2 separate regions of the Mus musculus genome follow, and region 2 is linked to region 1. A link is a contact called in public Hi-C data. All regions are on one chromosome and are shown on one strand. Each heading gives the region's core, a stretch centred on a gene start, on an enhancer-like site or on the middle of the called end of the contact. The rest is flanking DNA. Distances are from core to core; before and after follow the strand shown.

The links. Hi-C and Micro-C count contacts between places; a contact is called where the count stands out from the background.
Region 2: a contact with region 1 is called in a Hi-C map of cerebral cortex, with 2.6 times the contacts expected there. The contact joins two enhancer-like sites. A contact is called at or near these places in 4 of 484 Hi-C or Micro-C datasets (cerebral cortex, cortical neurons and pancreatic cancer cells) and 1 of 115 datasets of contacts at active chromatin or transcription factors (neural progenitor cells).

Annotation. Positions count from the first base shown.
Region 1 is chr15:94,773,785-94,780,184 of GRCm38.p6, reverse strand. The region is part of intron 3 of Tmem117 (transmembrane protein 117); the gene reads right to left. Among named protein-coding and RNA genes, the nearest start is that of Gm25546, 96 kb to the right of the region's middle. Within about 2 kb of position 3,659, at least 11 of the 459 cell types and tissues checked have an H3K27ac peak or open chromatin away from gene starts, as enhancers often do. A contact at or near this core is called in cerebral cortex and cortical neurons, where this site is marked.
Region 2 is chr15:95,484,229-95,490,628 of GRCm38.p6, reverse strand. All of the region lies in intron 2 of Nell2 (NEL-like 2), which reads left to right. Among named protein-coding and RNA genes, the nearest start is that of Gm31370, 14 kb to the right of the region's middle. Within about 2 kb of position 2,423, at least 22 of the 459 cell types and tissues checked have an H3K27ac peak or open chromatin away from gene starts, as enhancers often do. A contact at or near this core is called in cerebral cortex and cortical neurons, where this site is marked.

The sequences.
Region 1 (6,400 bases), core at 2,410-4,909:
CTCTAAATTTATCTTACTTTACTTTTATTTCCTCAGCTTGTCAGCTGCTAAGCAAGGTGAGGACCTTCAAAGAGAGACTCATATCAATTCACTCTCAGAGAATGCTTGTTTTTATTTTCAACTAACATTTTAATAATGCAGTTTCTGAGTATGACCAGAAGCAGTCCTGTCTACCATCCCAACCTTCAAATATGTGCCCGTGACCTTGACCTAGGCAACCTCCTAAATGGGTCTATCGTCCATCTTCCTTAAATCATTCTGTTAAACTGAGCATGCTCGGGGAAGGTGTCCACCCCTAAGCCCTTTATCATATGAATATGCCTAAGCTTGATACAAATAAAGTCTTCCTACTTCTCGCTGTTCTGAGAGGTCATTGCTTTGAAAGTATCCGCTATCTATAACTGTAGCAGATTGTAACTCTTCCCCCACACACTTTCTCTGGACCACATTTGTTTGTGTTGGGTTATAGCTGGGAGACAAGGATATTTGTTGCAGCTTATCCAACTTTTCTAGATGCCTACAGCAGGAGAATTTTTTTTTTTCAAATATAAAGCCTGTCACCGGAAAACTAGTGAAAGTGCAACCTCTGACACATGACAATGAAGAGCATCCTGTATCCCAACTCACCTTCTCTTGTCCTTTTTGGTTAGGGACTTAGAAACATGTAGGATTCTCTAAGCATGACAGCAGCATCGGAGAATGCGCAGACACTGTAATTGGCTGCACACCCTTTGCTGTTGACCAGGAAGATAAAAATGGAGATCAGTGTGTTATCTCCTCTGAACAGAGGAAAAAAAATCAAAGTCGTATTAATGATCTTTGATTCTTTCATGAAAAAAAATCAACAGCCTCCCTACGCTGAAGACAAGTAAAACATCCTGCCAGTCAAGGGGCGGCCGTGCCCAGGACTGTTGTCATCCAGCTGCCCTTGAACTTAAGAAAGAAGAAACTCAGAAACACAAGTTCAAATGCGCATCTACTGAGAAGATTAAGGGAATTGTGCAAAATTCTGGGGATTGTCATTAAAAATAATATTTGGATTCAACTCATAGCATGCGTGCGACATTTTCAAATCACGCCTCAGCCCCCAGCTTCAGTTACTTCATCTAGTAGCCAAGGGAGTTGGCTTTACAGCTATATGATACATTATGAATGGACTAAGAATAATCTGCAGAGATAGTCAGAGGCTCAGCTCTAGAGCAGACACATTACATGGGACACCACTAAACTACACTCATGTGTACAGTCATTCTCTTCTTGTTCTACCCTCAAACTGTTGAGTTACTTTATTGCTTTATAATAAATCTCTGAAACTTTCCACCATGAAAAAAAAAAACCTACCTTTACTTATTCTTTATGGCTGTTAGGGATCCAACTCAGGTCCTCCTCACACACACCAGGCAATCCAGCACACCACAGCTGAGCTACATACACCACTCCTTCATCAGACATATGTAAAACATATGCATTGTGAGGGACCATTTTGTTTTTGCTGGACACACTTCTATAAACCGTTATGTTGCTTCTAGTTAGCATTCAAAGTAATGGTATGAATGTGGCATCCTCATAATGCATTATTGGTTGACTCTCCTTCCTCATCCCCCATCTCGTTTGTCCTCTCTCTCCTCCCGGGAGTTCTATTCTGCTTTCAAGTCACCTGTGTTCTATTGCCCTCTACAGTTGCCTCCCAACTTTCTTAAGAACACTTTGTCCTCCACTCAGTTCTCTTTCTGCCTACTTGGCCTAGTCCCACATGTGGCATCACACACTAATACATAAATAATAATAATAATAATAAAACAACATATAGCCGGGCGTGGTGGCACACGCCTTTAATCCCAGCACTCGGGAGGCAGAGGCAGGCGGATTTCTGAGTTCGAGGCCAGCCTGGTCTACAAAGTGAGCTCCAGGACAGCCAGGGCTATACAGAGAAACCCTGTCTTGAAAAAACAAAAACAAAACAAAAAAACAAAAAAAAAACAAAACAAAAAAACCCAACATATACATAGCTAGATTGTCAACAGATGACAAGCATTCGCTTTGAATATAAAAGCTCTCAGAGTGTGGGGCATTTGTTTTGGTCCTAATGCTGGAGGGAACGACGCACACGCCTGCATCTTTGCATTTGAACATGCTCATTTGTGCTGCTTATGTGTCCCGCTGACAGGTCAACTGACTGCAGACTTAGAACATCATCCTTGACCACTATTTAGCTACCAACAAATGTCAGTGATGTCTCCTCACACGATGCAGTAAAGAGGAAGGCTCTCTCCTGCAAGGTCCCAACAAAATGCGACATCAGAATCCAGCCATGAGAAATTAGCAGATACACCAAAATGGAGGAACTTTGATAATATTATCTACTGACCTATATCTCTTTTGTCAATGTTATAAAAATCCAAAGAGTCACTCAATGTCCCCAAAGACTGAAGAACTGTGATGACCAAATACATCGTGTAACCCTTGGTGGCATTTCAACTTGAAGGCAGTAAAAATGATGGCCATGGAAGTTGTTAAAACTTTGGGGTAAACTATAAATTAAGATTACATCTATATTGGGCCTTGGCTCTTGTTTATGAACAATTACACTTAAAAAAAAAATAATACATGGAGGAATGAAGGCTATACACATAAAGACGATACATATGTACAAAGAGAAATGACCATATAAATGCATTAAAAATTACTGGGCTGGAGAGATGGCTCAGTGGTTAAGAGCACTGACTGCTCTTCCAGAGGTCCTGGGTTCAATTCCCAGCAACTACATGGTGGCTCACAACCATCTGTAATGGGATCTGATGCCCTCTTCTGGGGTGTCTGAAGACAGCTACAGTGGATCACATAAATAAGTTAATTAATTTATAAATTAATTAATTAATACTAACTATGGCTACTGGTTCTTTTGTACTTTCTGCTTTTAAAACTCCCTCCTATATGTTTTCAATTAGATCAAATCAAGTGTTAAGAGAATGCTTGACTATGTAACTGCCAGTCAGAAATGTGGCATATGGGGTGTCCTGTAAAGTTCCAGGTAGACCCAGTACATATTTTCCTGGCTATAACACAGAAACTATTCAGGAAGCCAGTAAAATGAGTAACGTGCATGTGTGATTTGTGACGCTATAAAAATTTTAGCATGGCAGTTAAATAAAAATCCTGGAAGTTGGTGGGAAGGTTTCAGTGGAAATCGCAGATGTATAGGACCATCTTCTGAGGCTATGATGTAGCAACCAACGGATCACCCACTAGGAAGGAGAAACACATGGTATGGTACTGTGGTGTTCATGCCTGTGCACTCTCAAGCTACACAGTTCAAGTTCCTGTGGAAGGCAGAGAATAAATGGCCACGGGACAGGGGAACAGAAAGCGTAGCCTAGAAACAGTGAATGTGGTTACTTTGTTTCCATACGCGGGCTTCAGACACCACAACGGATACCCTGCTGAAACATAACACCAGCAAAGAACATGCCAAGACTGCAAAATTAAGCTTCTCACAGACCCGGTTAGTGATAACCCATATAATATCAGGGTCATCTGCAACAACCACAAAGCTGTCAGCATGATGAGCCGTGCACGGGATGAAAAAAGATCACTGACCCGTGCTAATTTGTATCGACTATCAAAGACTAGCCACACAGAGCCATCTCTGATGGGGAAGGATGGTGACCTGGGTCATGTGAAATTTCCTGCAGATGCTTCCACGGAAGGGTGGAGGAGGGAAGGGGTGGAAGAGGGGAGAGGTGGAGGAGGGGAGGGGTGGAGGAGGGGGAGGGGTGGAGGAGGGGGAGGAGCCTGTCTTCTCCCTAGAGCAGAATGCCACAAACTGTCACAAATTGTAGCTGTGTAATGAACCTAAATTAGGAGTTCTCACACATAGGCAACCGACAGAGGATCTGAAATGCCATCTGTTATATTTAAACCTCAGAAGTCTTCTCTGGAGAAGTTTCCTTTTCTCAAGGAATAAAGTTCTTTAATACAAGTTCGGTAGAATAAAAAATGAGATGTCTCAAGAGGTCGCCAGCAATTTTTTTTTTTTTTGCCCCAAACCTGTCCAAACTCAAAAACTATCTCAGCATTTCATTACTGGATCTTCCTGAACTTTGCCAAAGTCCTTTTAGTGTCTGTATAGCAAGAGAAGGAAATTGTTGTCCAGAGACCTACTGAGGCAGGGGTCCGTCCCTCAGAAGAGGACTAAGAAGGACTTGTAGTTGAGAAGGGAGGAATCAGTGGGGGTTACCTGACTAGGTAAAGGCATTAGGGAGCAACATGCAAAGCTGTGGGGCCACAGAGATCAAAGGACAGAAGGTCTTCTTGTCACTTATAGCTAGTGTTTTCCTGACAAATGGGGACTTGTTGCAATATGCAAGCCATGTAAGCAGTCTTTAAACAGCAAGCCATAGGCTTACTTGGGATAGACTCAAAGCAATTTGTGTATGTGAGAGCTTGAGTTTGGTACTAGCCATCCATAGCTGCTTTGAAGAGGAGAACAGGATGCAGCCAGGTTATGCTAATACCAAGGCCACCACAGCACACCAACACTTGTCAAAACTGAACACTCAGCTACCACCCAGACCCAGATCCCCTGCTCTGGACTGGTCCACCTCAATATCTACCCCATTTATGAGCTGCAGGATCTTCATGACACAGGGCAACAACAGGATATCCCAGAAAAATCTCAGTGAGGATCCAGTGTTAATAGCGTAGCAGAAGCCAGAGGCCTCAAACCAGACCACTGACCCATTGCAGTGAACACTTGCAAATAAAGTTGTTTAGAAAAAAAGGTGTAGTGTATGATAAACTGACCTACCATGGCTTCCACAGTGACTTTTTTTTTTTCTTGTTCTGGGAGGTTATAAGTGTGGAGAGTAGATATGGAAGGGTGAATGATGTAAAATTCACAAAGAATCAATAAAAATTATATAAGAAAAAATGAACAGCGTGTGTCAGGATAAGGAGATACTCAGTGCCCAAGAGCACTGACTGTTCTTCCAAAATATTTGTTCCCAGCGCCCACATCATAGCTCGCAGCCACCCATAGCTCCAGTTCCAGCACTCCGATGAAGGCCTCCTCCTGACCTCCGAGGGTACCAGGCATGTATGTATTATTCACATGTAACATTCAGGCAAAACACTCATACACACAAAAAGAAACAAATTAATCATTTAAAGTACACATCACTTGATCTGTAAAATTAAAAAAAAATAAAACAGAAAAATACAGAGTCCTCCACTTGTTTGGAATCTCAACCAGCGGACTGACAATCTGCACCCTGATATCAGAGCTCGGCAGACAGGGCTGAGTGCCTATCCTCTGTATGGTTATTCCCCTCTTACTCGGCTAGCACTAAGCACCCTGAGTTACTTGCTGAATACACTGGAACAGTCTGAAGATCAACCCCAGCTTTTGTCATTTCTTCTTCATATTATAGCTTCCGTTCTGTCTGGAGCATTTTCCCTGAGTGGAGCAGAGATTGTAGCCGAATCCCTACTGCTAGTTAATTTTAGCAGACTGTTGATTCTCAAAATTACCCATGAATACCCTGACTATTAGCAACCCAAGAATTGTCAGAGAATAGCTGAAGTTTTTTGTTAATACGCTCTCGGCTTAAATTCAAATGATCTCCCCCAGCCTTAATATATACCCAAGGGGTTAAACATATTTGCTCATTTGCTTAAAATGTTAGGCTCTGTCAGTTTATTGGTGGAAGTGAATAATTCCGGGCTGGTAGTGCCAGATCCAGCCAACGGTAATCCAGGGGCAAGAGTCTTAGCCTGGAAATGGCTTCTGTGTTCTAACGCATGCGCTAAGCTTCCACTTTCTAACTCGTAGCTGGCCTCTGAGCATGAGAGGAAAACATACAGAGGGATACTATGAGGCTTACCACCTCTGAGCGAAGCTAGAATCTTGATTCAGATAAGATTGGGCTGCAAATAATATAGAAGACATAAAACAGCTACGGACGGATGACTCGTGGCAAGGATATCTGAACGACGCTGCTGACAGAGCCCAGTCACATTCAATGCACCAAGTTCTTTCTTCAATCAAAGACGACATAGGTCCTATCACTGCATTTGACACACCACCCCCGGCTTCTTTAATCTGTTTGTTCTGTTTTTTTTTTTTATTTATTTTTAAATTACTGGAAATTTCTAAGGATTTGCCATTACTCGCTAAAACCATTGCCTTGTTCTGTGTGGTCCTAGGAGGAAGGATGCGTGTTGATTGTTTTCACAGACCCTAACTAGCATGTTGTGTGTCTGGAGCTGCGTTTGGACGGGAGAAGCTTTCTCCCATGGTGCGGCTTGAGTAAGGGAAACAACAGAGACATTTCAGGGGACGAAACACTATGTTCATGGAAGCTTTATTGAAGTGTATCTAGAGCTCCCAAGAGCCAGAATC
Region 2 (6,400 bases), core at 1,174-3,673, 710 kb before region 1:
ACCATTACCAAAAATGGGACAGAATGATAGGACCTCAGCAAGCAGGAAGTTAAGAACTGCAAAAGTATTTGGAAATGTAATTGACAGACTTGAATGTTGGCATCTTTGGTTTACTGTTTTATTGGGTTTTTATAGCTCTACCGCCCTTCCAACCTTCCCAACACTAGGTAGGAGAGAAAGAAGGTTAGAGAGAAAACTTCAGCCAACAAAATAGACAACTTCTTGATGATACGGGGTGTTGGGTTCCTTGGACCAAGTCCAATCTTCGCAGTCTGGTTGTCTCCAACTTTTTCTTTTCAGCTCTTCTCTTTGTTCACTTTGCTCATGATCACTTGACAAACAGTAACAGCAGCAGGGGGGCAGCAGCCCCCGTTCTTCTTCAGAGTGCTTCCCATCCCTCTTGGGGCTCTGGCATTTTCCCCTCTTCAGAGTCCCCGGAATTCAAAATGTAAACTAACTGCAGCTGGCAGAAGTCACACTCCTCCTAGAGTATAAGGCAATCATAGTTAATAGCTGTGGACAAACTGAAACAGTCCCATATCCCAAACCTGGGACTAAAACAAAAACGCATGCACCATGATCGTTTGTGTATGCTTGGCCCAGGGGGTTGACACTATTTGGAGGTGTGGCCTTGTTGGCATGGGTGTGTCACTGTGGGTGTGGGCTAAAGAGCCTTAAAAAAGCCTTGTCCTAGCTGCCTGGAAGTCAGTCTTCTAACAGCCTTCAGATCAGATGAAGATGTAGAACTCTCATCTCTCCTGCACCATACCTGCCTAGAAGCTGCCATGCTTCTGCCTTGATGATAGTGGACTGAACCTCTGAACCTGAGAGCCAGCCCCAATGAAATGTTGTCCTTATAAGAATTTCTTGGTCATGGTGTCTGCTCACAGCAGTAAAACCCTAACTAAGACGTGCAGATAACATTAAATGTTTTTTTAAGGGAACCAAAATTCTCACTACACTTGAACTGACTTTCACTTTATTTTGTTTTAATAAAAGGACATTTAAATTATTGTTCTGCAGACTTTGATTTCAGAGGCAGCCATCTCCACACTCAGCTGCACTGACACCTAGGCGAGATGATGCCATAGGTTCTCAGCATGCTACCTAGCTCCCAGTCAGCCTGTAGGAAATCCTGTCTGTCATGTGCTCATCTGGTAGCTGTAATGTGAAGACTAAGTTCAGAGTCTGGAGCGGACCGTCAAGGCTCGTGATCTGGCAAGCTCAGGCAATGCTTCTCAAAATGCAGAAACTGCACCCCAGGGAACATTTGGCAGTTCCTGGAGACATCTGAGATTTTCATCATTAGGGATGTCATGCTCTCTGTGGTTAAGAAGCTGAAAGCATGCACAGCAGGAAGCAGAGCCTCCCACACTAAAGAACTACCTGGTCTGAGATGTCAGCAGACCTGAGGTTGAGGACTTCTGACATAGGGTCAGATCCTTACATGTCTCCAGAAAACAAGATGTTAACAATTGTTACTCAGCTGCCATAGACAGAACTAGAAAACCCTTCCCATGGTAAGCCTTCAGTTAATGGTAACCTTTGGTATTCATTCAGCAACTATATGTGGAATCCTTACGGTATGTCTGACATAATCCTAGATGTCAAGTATCCAGCGGGCGTAAGCTGGATACCCCCGCTGGATACTTGACCACTATCAGCTCTCCTGCATTCCACATTCTGCCTCTCTCATCGTGTTCTGTCTTCCTTACCTCTCATTCCTTTTGAAAATGCTTATTCCACACCTGGCAGAGTGCAGTCAGATTGTCAGTGCAGAACAGTATCAGCCCCTGCTTCCCGACACACGCGTCTCAGCCTCAGCACCCAAAGGCTCTCACCCTCAGACATATACAACCACCACCGGTGTCTCCAAGCATGCTTTGCACTTAGGGAGGTCTCCTGCATATCTGTGGTAGTACCCAGCTTGGAGTGCCACCTTTGCCCCAGATTTTGTTCTTGTGTTGTGCACCATGGATACCCTGGTTTTTCCTCATCTGTTCCGGGACTTCCGAGTCTTCTACACTCTCCCTCTATTCCTGTAAATCTATTGGGAGGATGTCAGGCTGAATGCAACCTGGGGCAGAAGTGGTTCCCTTCCCAAGGGTGCTTTGTAGAGGGGAGGTGTCCTGTCTTAAGTGGGCAGGTCTACTATGTGTTCCCCTAAAGGCTAAGCGGTTTTTTTGGTGGACTGTGCCAGCAGGTCAAGGCCTTGTGTGGCTTCCTATGCCATCTTCTTCCAGTCCCTGAGCCTCTCTGACCAGGACAGGGAACACAGGATGTGCTCCCTAGTCTCAGAACTGATTGTCATTCTCTGTTACTGCTGTCTGGTTTCCTAAGAAAAGCCCCGCAGTGCCACATGCCAACTGAGTCAGAGCTGCTCCTTATGTTCTACTCTGTTTGCCCAGTGCATGTGACTGCGTTCCTGCTTTAATTTCTTCTTCTTAGCCCCGCAGCTCCCCATGCTACACAGTGTCTCTGGCAAGGCTGCTCTCAGAACCGTGTTCTAGTCCTAACCACCTGTCTAGACTCCTTCCACTCCCCCCACCCCTCCCTCCCACATCACATATGCTCAAGCAATCTGAAGTGCTGTAGGTCCGTGAACATGCCTCCATCTTTCTTTGTATCTCCAAGCTTCACATACACTGCTTCTGCCTGGGTTTCCCAACTGCTCTAAGCCCAAATTCGCCCTCATCTCGCAGATTGTTCGATTTGAAACTGCTCCTTCAGAATCTATTCGGCAGCTCCATCGTGTACCCTCTCCTGGCTTCTGTATGTCTTTCTGGCCCGCCAAGGTGCCAAGCACTTCAGAGTTCAGACTACTAGACTCATTAAACTAGAATATTATGGATTCAGATTCACTGCAGCATGGTCTAGCAGACTGGATCTTCTGAGGGCCTGAAACTAACGTTGTAGTAAGTAAGAATGCACACCAAGGTTCTAAAAACAGATCTACTAATAATGTCTTCAAATTCGGCTGCATTTAAAAATTGTAGGGTAACCATAGCATAAGTTGGGTTTACAAGAAAGTATGTGAATAGACCCTCAGTGTACATATTCTGTCAGAATGAAAACAAGAATAGTCTGTGTCTAGTCTCCAGAGTGAATGAGAGACCACATAGATAACAGAGGGGTGGCGTGGGAGTAAGGGAAGAGGTGAATCAATCACTGGGTGTTACTATGCGGATTGATAGCTACCCTATCAGTCATAGTATCTGTGTAATTAGCAGAGAGTAGTACTGCCCTCTTAGTCTTCCAAACACTGACAGGGAAGTGACTGTGCCTAAGCAGAACATGAACCAAAGAGGAAGAAGTTTACGACTTGGTCCGGGGCTCAGATCTGAAAATCCAGGATGGCAGAAAGCAGCATATTTAAAACTCTGCTCAGATATTAACGTTTCAAAAGAATTTTAAATCCTAACAACTTTCCTGGCCTGGACTAATGAGATAGGTGAGCCTGGCAATTAGTATGGGTTATGCCTCCCAGGACTTCTCCATAAACCTTTGTGCAGGACAAATTATGTTTGCCTGTGAGATTACAGGTATTGCCTGGAGCTGTGTGCTGTGTCCGCAGCTGCTAGCCTTGCTTCAGTGATGAGTTAGGAGAGAGGGGGTGACTTATTCTTATGTACTGAAGATAGGCATGCTGTTTTATCAGCTAAACCTTGGAAAGAAATATTAATTTAAATCCATTCAACAAGTATCTATTGGATCTTTTCTTCTGTCCTGGGTTATAAGCACTGGTATTTATCCTGGAGGGAGAGAGGTGGAGTATATAGTTCTTACCCTCAAGAAGATTAAAACCAGTCTCTCCGAGGATGTAAAACTGGCATATAAAGTAACCACACATGAAATAGAAATATACATCAGAACACAGGGCTACACTGAATACTAGTGACAAAATACAGTAACCTGTGTACCTTTGGCCCACACAGAAGGAAGAAAGCACCAAGAACACAGCGTAGCAGAAGCTAAATGCCAACTGCAGAATTATTGCAGGGATCATTGCAATGCCCTGTCCTCCTTTCTCTGTTTAAAGAGCATAAAATGTAACGAAGATATTTTCTAAATATACTACTGTGTAGAACCTCGAGATTTTTGCCCAAGTTTTAAAACTCAAATCGTAGCACAAAGAGAGAAGGACAGGGAAGCAGTGGCGTGGATTTGCTAAATATTCTGAATGTTCTGAGCAGGTCAGCTCACAACTGTCCCTTCACTGGCAAAGCAACTGAGAGGACAGGGCTCAGCACTCTGGGTCCCAGAAGGTGAGTCTGGTCATTCGGTTAGGAGTCATTTCCTCTTCTGGTCCTCTTCTAGTGTCTCTGTCGCCTGAGTCCCCGTGTCCCCCTTGGGGGCAGCGGGTGAGAAGGTGCAGAATCAATGGCCCAGACTCCAAAAGCAGTGAGAATGTGGCCGCAAGCTCGTTTATTCAATCACAGAGAGCGCCCTTTACACCCTCTACCCGCATCCCATTGAGCCCTAGCAAGCTGTCCTCTAAGTGGCTGTTCCCAATTGGCTGTCATTGTCTATGTCACCAATCTTTCGGCTCCCAGGCAGGCTTCAGTTTGGCCCTCATGTGGAAGTTGCTTCTGTGGCTGTGCGGCCCCACTTGCTGTTTACCAACTTTGCGTGGCAGCGCTCACTGCCCCGGCAGCAGGGCTTTTCTGTTCCTCCTGCAGTGTCTCTAAGATACTATTCCAATCCCACTGACCATTTGGGGGGGATTATACTTGCTCTCTTCTAGAAACCTGCTTATCTTTCAGAAGACCAAGGTCTGTTGTTTATTTAGGCTCTCTAGCCACTAAGCAGGCTTCCTCAGTGGTTCCAGCCTCAGCGCCTGCTTGTGTGCCTCAACTGTGGACCGTGATCTATATGTGTAAGGGAAGTAAGCCCTTTTCTCACCAGTTTGGATTTTTATTAGTGCCCCAGCCATGCCTACAAGCCAGCCCAATGCAGACAGTCACTCACTCATTGAGCTTTCTTCCCAGGCGACTGACTCTAGGTCACGCCAAGTTGACAAAGCTAACAGTAATACTTTGTCCATCATTAACTATTATCAATGAAAACATCACTCGAAAATCATAACTTTCCACCCCTTGTCCCTAAAGTCTCACTTTATTTCATAATGTACAGCAGAATCTGACACTGAAATTGACAGTCTTTAAAAGTTTAAACTATCTCAGTCGTAAGCTCCTAGAAGTCACGTAGCTCCCACACCCGGTATGGTTAGTGTTCAAAGATTATGACAAACGGGCCTTCCAATGCAAAACCAAACTCCAGCAGGGAAAACAACGGATCTTGCAGCCCCAGTAACCAGCATCTGGAATGTGGAATACAAGCTTCCAGTCTCCAAAGGGTTTAGGGTATCACAGTAGCCTGCATCTGAGACTTGGAATACAGTATTCCAGGCTCCAAAGTGTTTTGGGGAATCAAAGTCCCTTGAGGAACACTTAATTCTTTTCTTTTTTCATATTTTTATTAGGTATTTTCCTCATTTACATTTCCAATGTGTACTGGCTAGTTTTCTGTCAACTTGACACAGCTGGGGTTATCACAGAGAAAGGAGCTTCAGTTGAGGAAATGCCTCCATGAGATCCAACTCTAAGGCATTTTCTCAATTAGTGATCAAGGGGGAAAGGCCCCTTGTGGGTGTGACCATCTCTGGGCTGGTTGTCTTGGGTTCTATAAGAGAGCAGGCTGAGCAAGCCAGGGGAGGCAAGCCAGTAAAGAACATCCCTCCATGGCCTCTGCATCAGCTCCTGCTTCCTGACCTGCTTGAGTTCCAGTCCTGACTTCCTTGGTGATGAACAGCAGTATGGAAGTGTAAGCCGAATAAACCCTTTCCTCCCCAACTTGCTTCTTGGTCATGACGTTTGTGCAGGAATAGAAACCCTGACTAAGACACAATGCTATCCCAAAAGTCCCCCATACCCCTCCCCATGCCCCTACCCACCCATTCCCACTTTTTGGCCCTGGCATTCCCCTGTACTGGGGCATATAAAGTTTGCAAGTCCAATGGGTCTCTCTTTCCAGTGATGGCCGATTAGGCCATCTTTTGATACATATGCAGCTAGAGTCAAGAGCTCAGGGGTACTGGTTAGTTCAAAATGTTGTTCCACCTATAGGGTTGCAGATCCCTTTAGCTCCTTGGGTACTTTCTCTAGTTTCTCCATTGGGGGCCCTGTGATCCATTCAATAGCTGACTGTGAGCATCCACTTCTGTGTTTGCTAGGCCCTGGCATAGTCTCACAAGAGAGAGCTCTATCTGGGTCCTTTCAGCAAAATCTTGCTAGTGTGTGCAGTGGTGTCAGCGTTTGGAAGCTGATTATGGGATGGATCCCTGGATATGGCAGTCTCTAGATGGTCCATCCTTTCGTCACAGCTCCAAACATTGTCTCTG